2 separate regions of the Zea mays genome follow, and region 2 is linked to region 1. A link is a contact called in public Hi-C data. All regions are on one chromosome and are shown on one strand. Each heading gives the region's core, a stretch centred on a gene start, on an enhancer-like site or on the middle of the called end of the contact. The rest is flanking DNA. Distances are from core to core; before and after follow the strand shown. Region 1 holds the start of LOC100284378 (peptide transporter PTR2). Region 2 has its middle 140 kb from the start of LOC100284378.

What was found. Hi-C and Micro-C count contacts between places; a contact is called where the count stands out from the background.
Region 2: a Hi-C map of leaf shows a contact between it and region 1, with 2.1 times the contacts expected there. The contact joins the enhancer-like site here to the promoter of LOC100284378 in region 1. A contact is called at or near these places in 4 of 25 Hi-C or Micro-C datasets (ear, leaf and tassel).

Annotation. Positions count from the first base shown.
Region 1 is chr9:88,029,473-88,036,288 of Zm-B73-REFERENCE-NAM-5.0, forward strand. It overlaps LOC100284378 (peptide transporter PTR2), which reads right to left and starts at 4,183. Exons shown (of 4, transcript NM_001157273.2): 1 at 4,035-4,183; 2 at 3,764-3,872; 3 at 2,251-2,468. The coding sequence starts at 4,037.
Region 2 is chr9:88,171,189-88,178,496 of Zm-B73-REFERENCE-NAM-5.0, forward strand. No RefSeq gene overlaps it. Among protein-coding and RNA genes, the nearest start is that of LOC100284378, 140 kb to the left of the region's middle. Within about 2 kb of position 5,188, at least 3 of the 20 cell types and tissues checked have an H3K27ac peak or open chromatin away from gene starts, as enhancers often do. A contact at or near this core is called in leaf, where this site is marked.

The DNA of each region.
Region 1 (6,816 bases), core at 2,933-5,432:
TTTGCATGGCTCGGAATTGCTTTTTCTTGAGAAAAAAAAAAACAGGAGCCTAACCTTGACCCGGTGGTGACTTTGGTACGCAAAAGGCTGATCGGCCCATCAAAGGCCCCGGCCCGAAGCATCCCCGGTTCCCCACGAAGCTAGATATATATACGCGGGCCCGTGGCAGTTGGCAGGTTGTGCCCAGTAGCAGGGCCTGAAGTGATTTGACGGTTTATGTGGCGGGTGGCCGGGTGCTGCGGTACAGGGACAGCGGGTTTTTTTTCCGACGTGGCAGATATGCTGGGCCCGTACACGGACGGAATCTACTGGAGGGGCAACCATCAGTCATGCCCTGCACTGTTCAAAGTCACAAATATTCTAGCATAGTCTATGCGTGTGTGTGGTGATCAGGTTCTGGTACGGAACGGACGACGGCAAAAAGCCTCAGAACGTTCCCGCGGTTTTGCTTGTCCGGGTCCTGATGGATGCCGCGACAAAATGATGAAAAGGGAAGGACCTAATAACAAAGCTAGCCTTTGCGCGCAACAAACGGGTTTCACATGGATATTGCTGCGCCTCCGGGTTATTTATTTTCTAAAAGCGACGGGAGGTCTGCGTGAACAACAGAACAAGACCAGGCCCAGCCGATACGGGTGACGGGTCGGATGGTTCAGCGCATGCGTGGCCGGCCCTAAACACATACCAGTAGGCTGCAGATGCAGTGACAGCACAATGTGTGAAGGAGATGTGATTAGCTTCCCTTTGACCCAGGGTATGTATGCTGTCAAATCGACCCATCATCTTATGTAGCTATATAGCGTGGTGGGCGAATATATAAGGCCATGTGTTTGGTTCCTCTCTCTAGTGGCTAAAGTTTAGTCAATCTCAATCTCTAAACTACCAAACAGCTAAAAGAAGTCCCCTAAGATTTAGTCCTTTAGTCACGAATGGGGTGTCTGAAGTTGACTAAACTTCCACCTTTTTCAGTATCTGCCCCTCAGCAGTGCAGCGCAGGCTAGAATTGGACCACCTTATTTTGTCTTTATAAGAGCTAGTTTAGAAACTCTATTTTTCCAAGAGATTTCTATTTTCCCAAAGAAAAATGAACTAATTTCCCTTGGGAAAATAAAAAACCCTATAGAAAAATGGTGTTTCCAAACTAGTCCTAAGTAATATATAATGCTCTCTAATCAGTTTTAGTTCTTAAAACCAAACATAAGTATTTTAGAGACTAAAATTTAGAAGGGTGACTAAAGAAATCAAATACTACCTCCGTCCCAGAAAGAATATCGTTTGACTTTTTTTAGACCAAATTTGACCAATATTTCTTATTCAAATTATTTCTGAAAATAAGAAAAATTTATTTTATAGTTAAAGTAAATGATATGATAAACTAAATCAGAATGAAAATAAATGATAATTATGAGATTTTTTAAATAAATTGAGCCAGTCAAACTTGATCTCAGAAAAGTCAAACGACATTCTTTCTGGGACGGAGGTAATAGGACCTAAGGGCATGTACAACATATAGACTCTAGAACGGTTTTTCAAGTACAAGAGACAGCTAAGAGAATATACGATGCAACTCTAAGCCTTTGGATCATAAATGCAGTCAAGGGATATATATATATAGAAAATCGTGTAAAGACAGGCTATTCGCGAAGAGATTGTCTGTTGTTCAGCTATATTAAATGGAATTGCACATGCCCTAACATAATTGCTACCATTAATCATTGTCCCATTATTAGCCCTTAACCCAAATATGTGGATGAGCTTGCACCTAGCATATACATATTGCTGCTGTGGTCAGCTATATGGATCGCAATTGACCTGATGCATGACTACCTCGATGAGCAGCAAACTAGCTAGCTAGGCTAGAAAAGGGTGATAACACGCAAACTAAAACATCCATCCCACCCTCTTACGTTGGTGAGGATGAGATTATATATTAGTGGTGAAAATGATTCGTCATAAGAACTGCTAGGGAACGTTCTCTAGGCCGGGCTGGAGAAAGAAAAAGTCAAGCGCTTACGTGGCCGCACAGCTTGGCCGCTCGGAGATTCCTTACCATAGCACCTGAATTTGTCGATATATATAGGATAGGAGGAGGAACGGGGCACGCGTACGCGCGCATTATTGTCTACTTTGGTACGTACGACCATCCCACTCCCATGACGTGATACAGGATAGGAGGAACTTGCATGACACCATGAGTGATACAACAAGAGATGGGTATTTTTGGCGCGTAGTAGTGCGGTGCGTACGTACCATGAGCTCGATGAAGGCGCTGGCGATGTAGATGGTGTAGGTGGTGAAGAAGGCGTCGGAGAGGAAGCCGCCGAGGAGCGCGAGCAGGAAGGCCGTGCCCATGAAGTTGGTGACCGCCGTGGCCGACTGCGACGGCGAGTAGTGCATGAACCCCATCAGGTAGGTCACCAGGTTGCTGGCGTTCGCCAGGAACGCCAGGTTCTCCAGCACCTCCACCACTGTACATGTGCGTCGACCGGTTGATCAGTTTGAAATATCAGCGGGGAAAGGAAATAGTTCAAACCACTCCCTAATTAATCATATTCTCTGTAAAGGCACATAGCTTTTTTTTCGCGTCAAATTTTAATCGGTCGTAAACGTCTCCCCATGATGTGCGCGGGCTGTGGTGCCGTTCCCGATGCGTACCGGCCGGCCGGCCATGTTTACACCGCGACGCGACCTCTTTGTGCCTTGCGATTCGTGCCGCGCTTTTTAATGCGGGCTTTGGGCAGCACGACGGCCTCCCTCAACCCCACCCATCCAACAAGTCCAACCAACCGCCCTCGCTCGTCATCAGATCAGAGGAGAGAGAAAACGGACTAGTTCGCTCTCATCAGGATCCGTGACGACGACAGCACTCGTTTCCCCGTCGCACATGCAACCGTCCGCTGAGAAGAACTTGTCTGCAGCGAGAGGCGCCTTCCAGATCGGCGGACAGGAACCCATATCCTCGGAACGAGGGCACAGGGCAGCTACCAGCTCAGCTCCCAGGACGCGACTGTGCTCTGTTCTGTTCGAGCGGTGGTGCGTGCGTGCGAGCAGCGGGAGAGGAATCCACCAGCACCAGCTGCACCCCCCACGGGTCGGGTCATGCGGATGCAGTGCGTGCAAGTTGGTTTGCTTTTCTGGGGCGCAATTGGGGCCAAAGGCGCCGAATTCTCCGGGCAAGTTGCAGGCGAAGGGGTGGGGAGCGAGCAGGAACTGTATGTGAAAGGGAGCGAAAGGAGGGGGGAAATGGAAGGCCACTGGTAGCAAAAGGAGGGAGAGAGGGGAGCCAGCCAGCGACCGCGAAAGGGTCTCGAGCACCACCTGTCGGACGTACGAAAGCAGGAGAGGAAGGATGGAAAGGCTGCGAGGTGATCGGGGGAAAGGAGGAGCACGGGCACGGGCGGAGAAGAAACTAAAAAAAAAAGCAGAGGGAATGGAAGCCAAAGGCGCGCGCCTTTGGCTTAATTTTCAGTTCTGCTCTGCGCTGCGCTGCGCAGGCCACCAGGAGGCGAGGGACGAGGAGGCTCCTCCTCCGTGCATGGATTGGACACCCACACCACCAGTGCCCTATTCGATCCGTCCGTCGTGCAGGCCTTCGCTCGTGCTGCGCTGCCTTTTCCACGGCCCCAGCCCCAATCCCATCCAGCAGGTCTCCTGCTGCCTGCCGGGCACCGGCCGCAACCAACACAACGGAGCTCTAGTTTTCCAGAAGAAGAATAACCCAGATGGATGGAGGCAGGCAGGCAGGCAGTGATCGATCGCTTACCGAGGACGAAGGAGGCGGCGGCCATGCCGCCGTGCCGGGACCTGGTCGCCGGCCGGTTCCTCCAGTCCACGTACCCCTCCCACGGCTCCGCACCCGGCGCGACGTCCTCCTGCAACGAATCACCGCCAACACGACCAGGTACGGCCGGCCGAGAACGTACTCCACCGATCAGCAACGAGACGGTGGTGGAGGTAGTAGGGTAGCAGACAAATGCCCAGCGACGACGGGCAAGACGACCAAGGAAGATGTGTAGTCGGTAGTAGTAGCTCACCATGATGGTGCCCGGCCGCAAGCTGCTGCTCGCCCTCTCCGTACGTGCTCTGAAACGCGCACGGGCAGAGGAAGACGAGGGAGGCAGAGCAGGAGATCCCGTTTGAGTTCACTACTTGTGCGACTGCGTGCCCGACGCGAGAGAGAGTCAGAGAGAGCTGGGCAGCCGTGGGCTGGTGGTGTATTTAAAAGTGTGGAGGAGAGAGAAGGGCAGAGAGAGAGAGAGAGGAGGAGGAGGAGGAGGAGGAGGGGCCCGTCCCGTGCCGTCCCTTCCCTTCCCTGGGGCCGTGAGGTGCCCAGCACAGAACACAGGGCCGCTGAGAAGGACGCAACGCAGCAAGGGGTGCGGTGCGGTGCAGCCCTGGGTCGGGGATGTCAACTTCATAGAACCAAACCAAACCAGGGAGAAGGATGGGGGGCATGCGTATAGTATGTTTGTAAATATGCATGCCGTTGTGCTTTAATTGCATTTATTTCATTTCTTTTTGCCAAATCAAAAAAAGGCGAAAATCATCTGGTGTACGGCGGCAACGCTGCACTGCGCTGTTTCCTCACGCCGGCCCCAGTGTTGTTGTCCGTTTGTTTAGAATCAGTTGGGAGCTTTGTTTCTAGCTTCGGTTTCCACGTGAGTCTACTATCCATACATACCCTACCTATGTCACTGCAGTAAGAGTTGTTTTTTTCCTAACTCTCTTCCTCTGAATTAACTAAGGGATGGTAAAGCCATTTTTAAGCTCCGTCAGTCGTTCTAAGGTCCTCTTTGCATTCAATAGAGTCAGTAATAAATCTAAAAGTTAGCTGTTACTAATTATCTATTTTTAGATCTAAATGGTCTAACTAATATTAATTCCAGCTACTTATTAGCAAACTATCTCACTTGTTGGAGCAAAACAGCTAATAGTTTGCTTGCTAATATAAGTTACAAGCTATTAGCTTGGTAGTTATATATTAGCAGATAGTGCATCCAAAACAAGATCTAAATTATTGTTAGATATATACTATCCATGCTTTCTTTGCATGCCAAAACTGTAAAAAAAAAAGACAACTAGTGTCGGCGTTTCGACCCCGGGGTCCCTAGACCGACAAGTAAAATTGTCGCTACGTGTCCCAGCCCAGATGGGTTGGCGCGAGATGGAACACAAGGGGGAAGAACGCGGCTCGTGTTATCCTGCGCCAGGGGGATGCGCTTGCAGTAGGGGTTACAAGCGTTCGCGAGGGAGAGAGAGCGAGCCTGTTCGTCAGCCCGTCCTCCCGCGCGACCACCCTCCCGCATGAGGGCCCTGGACCTTCCTTTTATAGATGCAAGGAGAGGGTCCAGGTGTACAATGGGGGTGTAGCTATGCGCTAACGTGTCCGGCAGAGAGGTGCCAGAGCCCTGTGTACATGCCAACGTGGCTGTCGGAGAGGTGCTAGAGCCCTGTGTACGTGGTGTTGTGGCCGTCGGAGGAGCGCTGGAGCCCTATAGAAGCACAGTTGTCGGGGCTGCTGGGACCTTGCTGACGTCTCCTTGCTTCCGTAGGGGGCTAAGAACCGCCGTCGTCATGGACGCACGCGGGGAGCCATCATTACTTGTTACCGGGGCGAGCCTGGATGGGACGCCGGTCTTGTTCCCTCGTAGCCTGAGCTAGCTAGGGGTAGGGTAATGATGTATCCCCTGTGGCGCGGTCGGTCCGAGCCCAAGGTCGGGCAAGGCGGAGACTCCTCCTGAGGCCGAGGTCGGGCGAGGACGCGATTCCTCCCGAGGTCGAGGTCGAGGCCGAGCCCTGGGGTCGGGCGAGGCGGAGACCACCTTCCGAGGCCGAGGGTGAGGCCGAGCCCTGGGGTCAGGCAAGGCGGAGACCACCTTCCGATGCCGAGGGCGAGGCCGAGCCCTGGGGTCGGGCGAGGCGGAGACCTCCTCCTGAGGCCGAGGCCCAAGGTCGGGTGAGGCGGAGCTTCCTGTTGCGCCTGAGGCTGGACTTAGCTGTTGTCAGCCTCACCCTGGCGCGCGGGTGGCACAACAGTCGGAGAGGGGCGAGTGGCGTTGTTTTCCTGTCAGGTCGGTCAGTGGAAGGGCGAAGTGACTGCGGTCACTTCGACCTTGCCGACTGAGGCACGTGTGTCAGGATAAGGTGTCAGGCGCTCCTCGCATTGAATGCGCCTGCGATACGGTCGGTTGGTGAAGGCGAGTTGGCCAAGGTTGCTTCACAACGAAGCCTGCCCGAGCTGGGCTTCGGGCGAGTCGAGGGCGCGCCCGTTGCTTGAGAAGGCCCTCGGGCGAGGCGTGAATTCGCCTGGGACTACTGTTCCCGCCCGAGGCTGGGCTCGGGCGAGGCGAGATCGCGTCCCTTGAGTAGACAAAGCCTTGACCTGAATCGTGCCCATCAGTCTCTACAGCTTGCGCTGATGGTGGTTACCAGCCGTGTTTAGGAGTGTTGGGGGTACCCCTAATTACGGTACCCGACAGTAGCCACTGAGCCTCAAAGGGAGTGTTGGTACTCGCTTGGAGGCTTTGCCGCACTTTTTTGCGAGGGGACCGGCCCTTCTCGGTTACACTTTGTTCCGGTGGGTGCGCGCGAGCGCACCCGCCGGGTGTAGCCCCCGAGGCCTCGGAGGAGTGGTTTGACTCCTCTGAGGTCTTAATGCCTTTCGTGATGCCTCGGTCGGTCTGGTTGTTCCCTCATGCGATCTGATCGTAGCCTGGGTGCATGGTCAGGTTCCGAGTTTTCAGGCTGCTTTGTTGACGCTGTCAACGGTTTGGCCGTAGCCGGGTTTGCGAGAGCAGCCCCCGAGCCTCTGCACGG
Region 2 (7,308 bases), core at 3,938-6,437, 140 kb after region 1:
CAGCCTGGGGAAGAAAACTTTGCGGCTAACTTGGCGACTCAATTCTTTGGTCCGCCTCCTCCTTAGTGGTGATTTGTGGCTGATGGTTCTCTCCATTTTTGGTGCTAGTTGCCAAAAAGGGGGGGAGAAAGATTGACAGCTTGGCATTTTTAATTTTTGTAATGAACACCTGGTCTATAATAATTTTATTCGCCTGACTATTGTGATGCATGTGGTGATGGCCTAGAGCCACAAACATATTAATGATGTGATGACCTTTTTGTAATAGCCAGTACCATTCCATATCTTATGCTATACAATAATGGATTTGTTAGAGTAATGCTATTTTTATATCATCACATCTTATATAATTTTGTTGCATCCCTTATTGTTTGTGTATTGTGTTGTTTTTTACTCTCTCCAAATATATTGCAAATTGACATATCAAGTCAATATGAATATCACAAAATTCAAGCACATATTTAGGGGGAGCTGCATATACACAAATACTTATATCTCGCTAGTGCTTTTATTTTTAATTTTTATCTCTACTCTAGTTTGTTTTGGCATCAATAACCAAAAAGGGGAAGATTGTAAGTGCAATCAACCCTAATTGAGGGTTTTAGTGATTAAATGACAAAACAAACAGAGATTCTAACAAGTTTGCTCCTAGCATGTACACAGTTATTCTACAGACAGGAGAAGCACAGATCTTATGAGTATGCAAATGTAAAAGCACAGCAGATTAAAATTCTACATCATATAGCGTGCTCCAAGTGCTTGGAAACAATGACATTATTCATTTTATGATTCTTGAGTTATAGAAATCGTCGTTCAATTAAGAGGGATCCGCAATATGATAAGTAAGTAATGCAATGAGTTCAGTTCAAAATTCCTTCAAATCCTCTAAGAGAATACTTTTCTAGATCATGAATGTCCTTTGAAAAAACCACTCTTACTCCCCACAAAAGTTCCACCTTGGTTCACTTCAGATTTTTCAAAACTTGATATTCAGTTTCAAAAACCGGTTCAACTGGTTTCTGGACTGTTTCTTCTGCCACCTCTGTCCTGCCAGTCTGACAGTCAAAAGCTGTCAGAAAAGTCGTGTGCAGAGATTTTTCGAAAACCGGTTCAACCGGATTTGAGCCCGGCTCAACCGATTTTGAGTCCGGTCGAGTCTCCGGCTAAGTAGCTCAGTGAACCGAGAACCCCCTGGTGGAAACCGGTTCAACCGGTTTTCGATCCACTTCTCCCAACGGCTGCCAGCTTTTGGGGGATCCTTTAAATACCCCCCACACTCTCTCTCTTCATTCACTTCTGCCCTTCCACGATTTCTTGGCTGACCAACCTCCAAACAAAGGCATTCATTTCACCTCTCACACCCGAAATCGCATCCCCTTCAATCGTTTGAAGGATCCTTGGTGTGAGGTGAAGTCGATCTAACACACTGTTGATTTTATCTTTATTCTCCTATTCTCTTCATTCTCGAGCTCATTGCAAACTTAACCTTGTGCGGATTTGTTACTCTTGGAACCTTGCGTTCCTTGACGATTAGAGGTTGCTTGGGAGTCTCCAAATTTGTGGATGACCCCAAGAAGTTTGTATCACCCGCTCTTTGAGCAAATTTGAGAAGAGATTGCCTTGACCTTGGTGGTCAGCTTGTGGAGAATTAGGGTTGGAAAAGACCCGGCCCTTTGTGGGCTCCTCAACGAGGAGTAGGACACCTTTGTGGTGGTGCCGAACCTCGGGTTGCCGAACGAGGAGTAGGACAAATCGGTGTTCTTGTGTGTTCTTGCGTGTTCTTGATAAGCACTTTAATTGGTTGGTTAGTTCATATTCGGTTATATTGTGTGCAAATCGTGTGAAAACAATTCACACCGATTTGTCATCTATTTGAGTGGATTTTCTCTAGGGCAAGACTTTAGCATAATCTCTAACTACTTCGTCACATTTGTTTAACTGTTTATCTAATCTAAGTTGAGCAGGTTCAAACTTGTTCAGTTGTAAACAAAATCAACTGAACCGGTTTGCACCAGTGCAACTTGAATTTAACACTATTTCAAAGTTTTTAGTGGAAAATTTCAGGTGTAGCCTGTTCACCCCCCCTCTAGGCTACTTTCAACTTCATGTTTCCATGTGGATTTCGATATCCTAGAATACTCTTGGGTGAAAGCTACAAGGTGTTGTATATGCGCTTCCAGATCATATATAATTGGTATATAAGAAATGCCAACAAAGATATAGTGTTGCTCCTAAACTTCATTGGACAGGAGTGAAACATATCTTTATATATCTCAATGTTACAAGTGATCTTGGTCTTTTCTATGGAAGAAAACCGAGATCCTACTTTAATTGGATATACAGATGATGGCTATCTTTCAAGTCCCACAATGCCAGATTTTAGACGGACTTTATTTATTTACATGGTGGAACACCATTTCTTGGAAATGAACCAAACAAACTTTAGTGTCCACTTCCACAAATAATTCTAAAATAATTTCTTTATATGAAGCCTCCAAAGAATGTGTATGGCTTCACAAAATGATTAATCCTATAGTACAATCTTGTGGTATAGGTTCTCTAGAATCACCTATTATATATAAAGATAATAGGTGGAACACCATTATATATAAAGATAACACAACTTATGTTGTCCAGATGTACACTAAGCATATACCTCTAAAATTGTTTCCCCTCATGAATTGCAAAAAATGTGGAGATAAATATATTGCTGACAAAATCATATGATACCGTCGTTGATTTATTCATTAAGTCCCTACCTTACTTCTTATTTTTGAATGTGTTGAAGGTATAGGTAGAAGACGACTAAGAGACTTGCAAGATTCACGGGAGTATATCTCATTGATAAACAACCAAGTTCACCTAATGAAAATCATATTGATATTGCCATATTAAAAACTTCATGCGATAAAATCTTTCCGTTTAATGGATTCGATCAAGGGGAGTACTGAGAAAAGATGAATGGTGATCTCACCATCCACATTATCGATCCGGAGGAGAGAGCACATATCAAGATCAACATCTAATCAATATTAGAGCAACAACCAATAGTTAATAGGATTAACGTTAATTATCAATGTAAAGGCACTACTGGAATCTGGCTCTTTGCCGAGTGCTCGATGCTTTGCCGAGTGCCACACTCATCGAAATAGCACTCTCGACAACGGCAACGTCTACTGAGCGTGAGACCCTCGGCATCGACAGGCACTCGGCAAAGCAGCCTTTGTCGAGTGTCAAACGCTCGGCGAAATGTAACTCTCCGCAAAGGGTCGTCAACAGCCGTCTATAGCTGACGACCGTTAACTTTGCCGAGCGCCAGGCATTGGCTCTCAGCAAAGAATCTATCTTGCCGAGTGTCGCACGACTGACACTCGACAAAGAATACTTTGCTGAGTGTCTTCCTTTGACACTTGGCAAAGTATATTTTCAATTTTTTCCCACCAAACGTTTTTTGGTTTGTTGCTACACTATGTATTATAACATTTGGATGAAATATTACAGGCCCAACTAGAAGAAGAGAGGAGGGAACGACAGGAGATGGAGTCGAGGATGATGGCGGAGTGGGAGGCGGAGCGGGTGGCCCGCTTGGCAGATCAGCAGAGAATGACGGAGATGTTCCAGTACATGCAGAGCCTTGACGCTGCACAGGGTTTTGCTCCACCACCTCCGTTGTTCCCTCTAGTTGACCCTGCTCAGTTCCATACTCCTGTGAGTATCAAAATTTTAGTGTTGCATGATATATATTCATATGGTATAACACATGCAATCTCTTCTCTGTGCAAAGATAATATGCGGTATCCAACAACCCTCATAGATTGTCGAGCCCATCGCCGCACCAGTCCAGCCGCCCACCTCGCTGATGATCTTCTCTTAGTGGTGATTGTGAGACTTGTGTGACAAACTTGGTCTGAACTTGTGTTTGTGAAAAACTTATGTTTGAGAGTTGGTCAACTTAAATTGGTGAAACTTGGTATGAACATAGACATGTTTGTGAAAAACTGGTGAGATTTGTGTTTTTTGTGAGATATGTTGTCTCTATTATGTATGTGATGATTCTGTGAACTTTGTGATGTATATGTGATATATGTTTTGTTTGTTTGGATGGAATAATAAAAACAAATAAAAAGCGTTTTTGGTCACTTTGCCGAGTGTAAGGCAAAGAGTTCCTTTACCGAGTGCAGTGGCTAAACCAATCGGCAAAGAAGGCACACCTATGAACCGGTAAAGTTTCTTTGTCGAGTGTTGTGACCTTGACACTTGGCAAAGAAGCAAGCTTTGCCGAGTGCCTTCTATTGCACTCGACAAAGGAAATGACAAAGTGACGCGCTGGTGATCCTTTGTCGAGTGCCACCTAATACTCTTGGCAAAGGATCTGGCAAAGGGCCCCATGGAGAGCTTCTTTGCCGAGCGTCAACACTCGACAAAGAGTGAGCCTTTGCCGAGTGTCACGGTGGCAGTCAGCAAAGTCTCCGTCGCCGTCATCAGGCGCCGTGATGGCGACTTTTCTTTGTTGAGAGTCACGTGGCACTCGGCAAAGTCTTTGTCGAGTGCTCGACAAAAAAGTATTCGGCAAAAAGCCGTTGTCGATGTACAGTTCATCGAGATTTTTTTTGTCGAGTGTCACACTCGGCAAAGACTTCGCCGAGTGTTTTCCAAGTTTTATCGAGTGCTTCAGACACGCGACAAAACAGTTGTGTCCGATAGTCAGACCAGAAAGGGTCTGTCCTCTTTCCTTCTCTAGGGACCTGTCATGTATAAATATGTTCTAAGATTTATTAATAAAAGTTGATAGTATATTTTACACTATAATTCTTTGCCAAAACTACTCCTAATATAACACATTCTATATGTACGAGCCCAAAATAGCAAAACTTATAAATTTGTCCTAGCACGTACGTAGTGCATATACACACATGCAAAACTCTAGAGTTTTCTTCTAAACACACCTTGCTGGTTTGGTGGCATGCTAGATGTGATATTGACCGATGGACCGCATCGCTCGATCGACCTTGGTCGATCCGTTTCCCTCTGCCGGTCAGCTGGGTATCGATTCCTCTCATGGACTACCACATCTCTGTTCAGTGGCGCTCAACCGAGACAACAATCAACCGTAGCCCATGCGTCAGTACTGCTTGCTGGTCCAAAAAGTATATATAAAGTGCTGGCTCTCGGACTCGGTCGTGATTCCGGTATCTCCATCATTTAAATATGTCCTTGACAAGATAACTTATTACATACTAGTACTAGGGTTGGTACCTAGTGTAGAAAATGCGTAATTTCTATCCGGTCATCATCAGTGCAGTTACTCTAATATTTCTTTTTTTTTATCTATATCGATATTTTTTCTCTCTCACCCTACATGGCAATTGGAACATCTTCTATATGCATTTATTGGATCCTTAAGGCCTTGTTCGTTTGTCCAGGATTGGACCAGAAATTATTCCAGGTGATCAAAACTTATATAAATTAGAGAAACAAATCGACTAGAAATTGTTCCATGCCTTCGTTCCGGAAAAAACAAACGGCCTCTAAATGTTACTACACAGTTCTTCTCGAATATTTATCGTCCGCTAGCTTATTTTTGAAATAAACAACGGGGAAGTATGAGACTATTTGTAGATCCCACATCTCACAACATCAATTAATCTTGATGTTGACTTTCAACTGTTGATTTTATTGTATTTTCTATAACTATTAAAATCCTGAAGCTTTTATTCAAAACATCCCTTTTTGCTTCATAGAAAAATAAGGATTTCATTCGACAACTTGTGTTTTTTTCATAAGATAAAGATAATATCAACAAATACCATTTTCCTTGATCAAAGAATATGCTAGTCAGGTGGGCAATTCCTTTTTATATATTCCTAAATTATAGGCAATCTAGGCGTTACTTCCCGCAAAGAGAGTATGTTCTAGATGTCCATCAGATCCAAAGAATTTAGGAAACCTAACTACCTTATAATTATAAATTAAGCTACAATAAAACTCTTACATGCCATAAAGTATTGCATGGTCCTCTTAGTGTGGCCATGCTCTATTTTTTTTTGGACCCCATGTTTTGCTCGATTGTGGTCGATTATACTAAAGTTAGAACAGTGGAGAAACTACGGGACTTGTCCTCCTCTTGTCCATACTTAGGAGAATATAATCTTCTTTTCGATAAGCCTGTAAATGGAACGAATAAGTGCATACGGTTCTATTCCCACATCATTCTTTTAAGGATTAGTAGTATATATGTCTGTGCTAATGCAACAAAGAAAGTCAGAATATGATTTTTTTTAACAAAAGAGAAAAATAATAATATCAACAGTTGAAAAATGTAAGATTAACATAGAGAAAAGACCCTAAAGGTGTCTTATACGGTTCATGTTGACTATATATATATATATATATATATATATATATATATATATATATATATATATATATATATATATATATATATATATATATATATATATATATATATATATATATATATATATATATATATATATATATATATATATATATATATATATATATATATATATAGCAATCACTACTACAGTAAACCTCTATACAGGCGGTCCAGTTAGCCTCTACACAGGCGGTTCCAGGAACCGCTTATGGTGCACCGTCTGTGATGTAAAACAACATCATAGGCGGTCAATTAAAAACCGCTTATGATAGACACACATCACAGACGGTCCAGTCTAAAGGAACTGCCTGTGATAGACACATATCACAGTCGGTTTCTAATTCTAGCCGCTTGTGTTAGCCACACATCACAGGCGGTTTCTAATCCTAGCCGCTTGTGTTAGACACATACCACAGACGGTTTTAAATATAGGTCTGACTGTATTTCAATATACAGATTCCAGATTCATAGGCAGATTCCAGATTCATATACAGAATTAATAACAGATTCATACACAGATTCATACACATATATGTTGCATAACAAGTTCCATACACAGATTCATACACATATCAAGTTCCATATCGTATTGTTTAGGACTAAACATCAACAACCCCTTGACTGGTCGCTATCATACTCAATTCCAAAATATTTTTCCAATATGTCGGCTTGAGTAAGGAGATCTGGGCTTGGTAGTTCCTCCAAATCATCTGTAGCTTCATCATCTTCAGCATATTGCAGGGCTTCATCTTGAATAATTTTAGCTCTCTTGGAGTCAGCATACTTTTTGATGGACAGAGCACACTTTTCAAGCATGTCGCATACATCTCCAATTTGAAACAAAGTGGTCTTAAGTGTGTACACTGATTCCGGTTCACTAGTATCCACAACCCCATCAGTCACTAGAC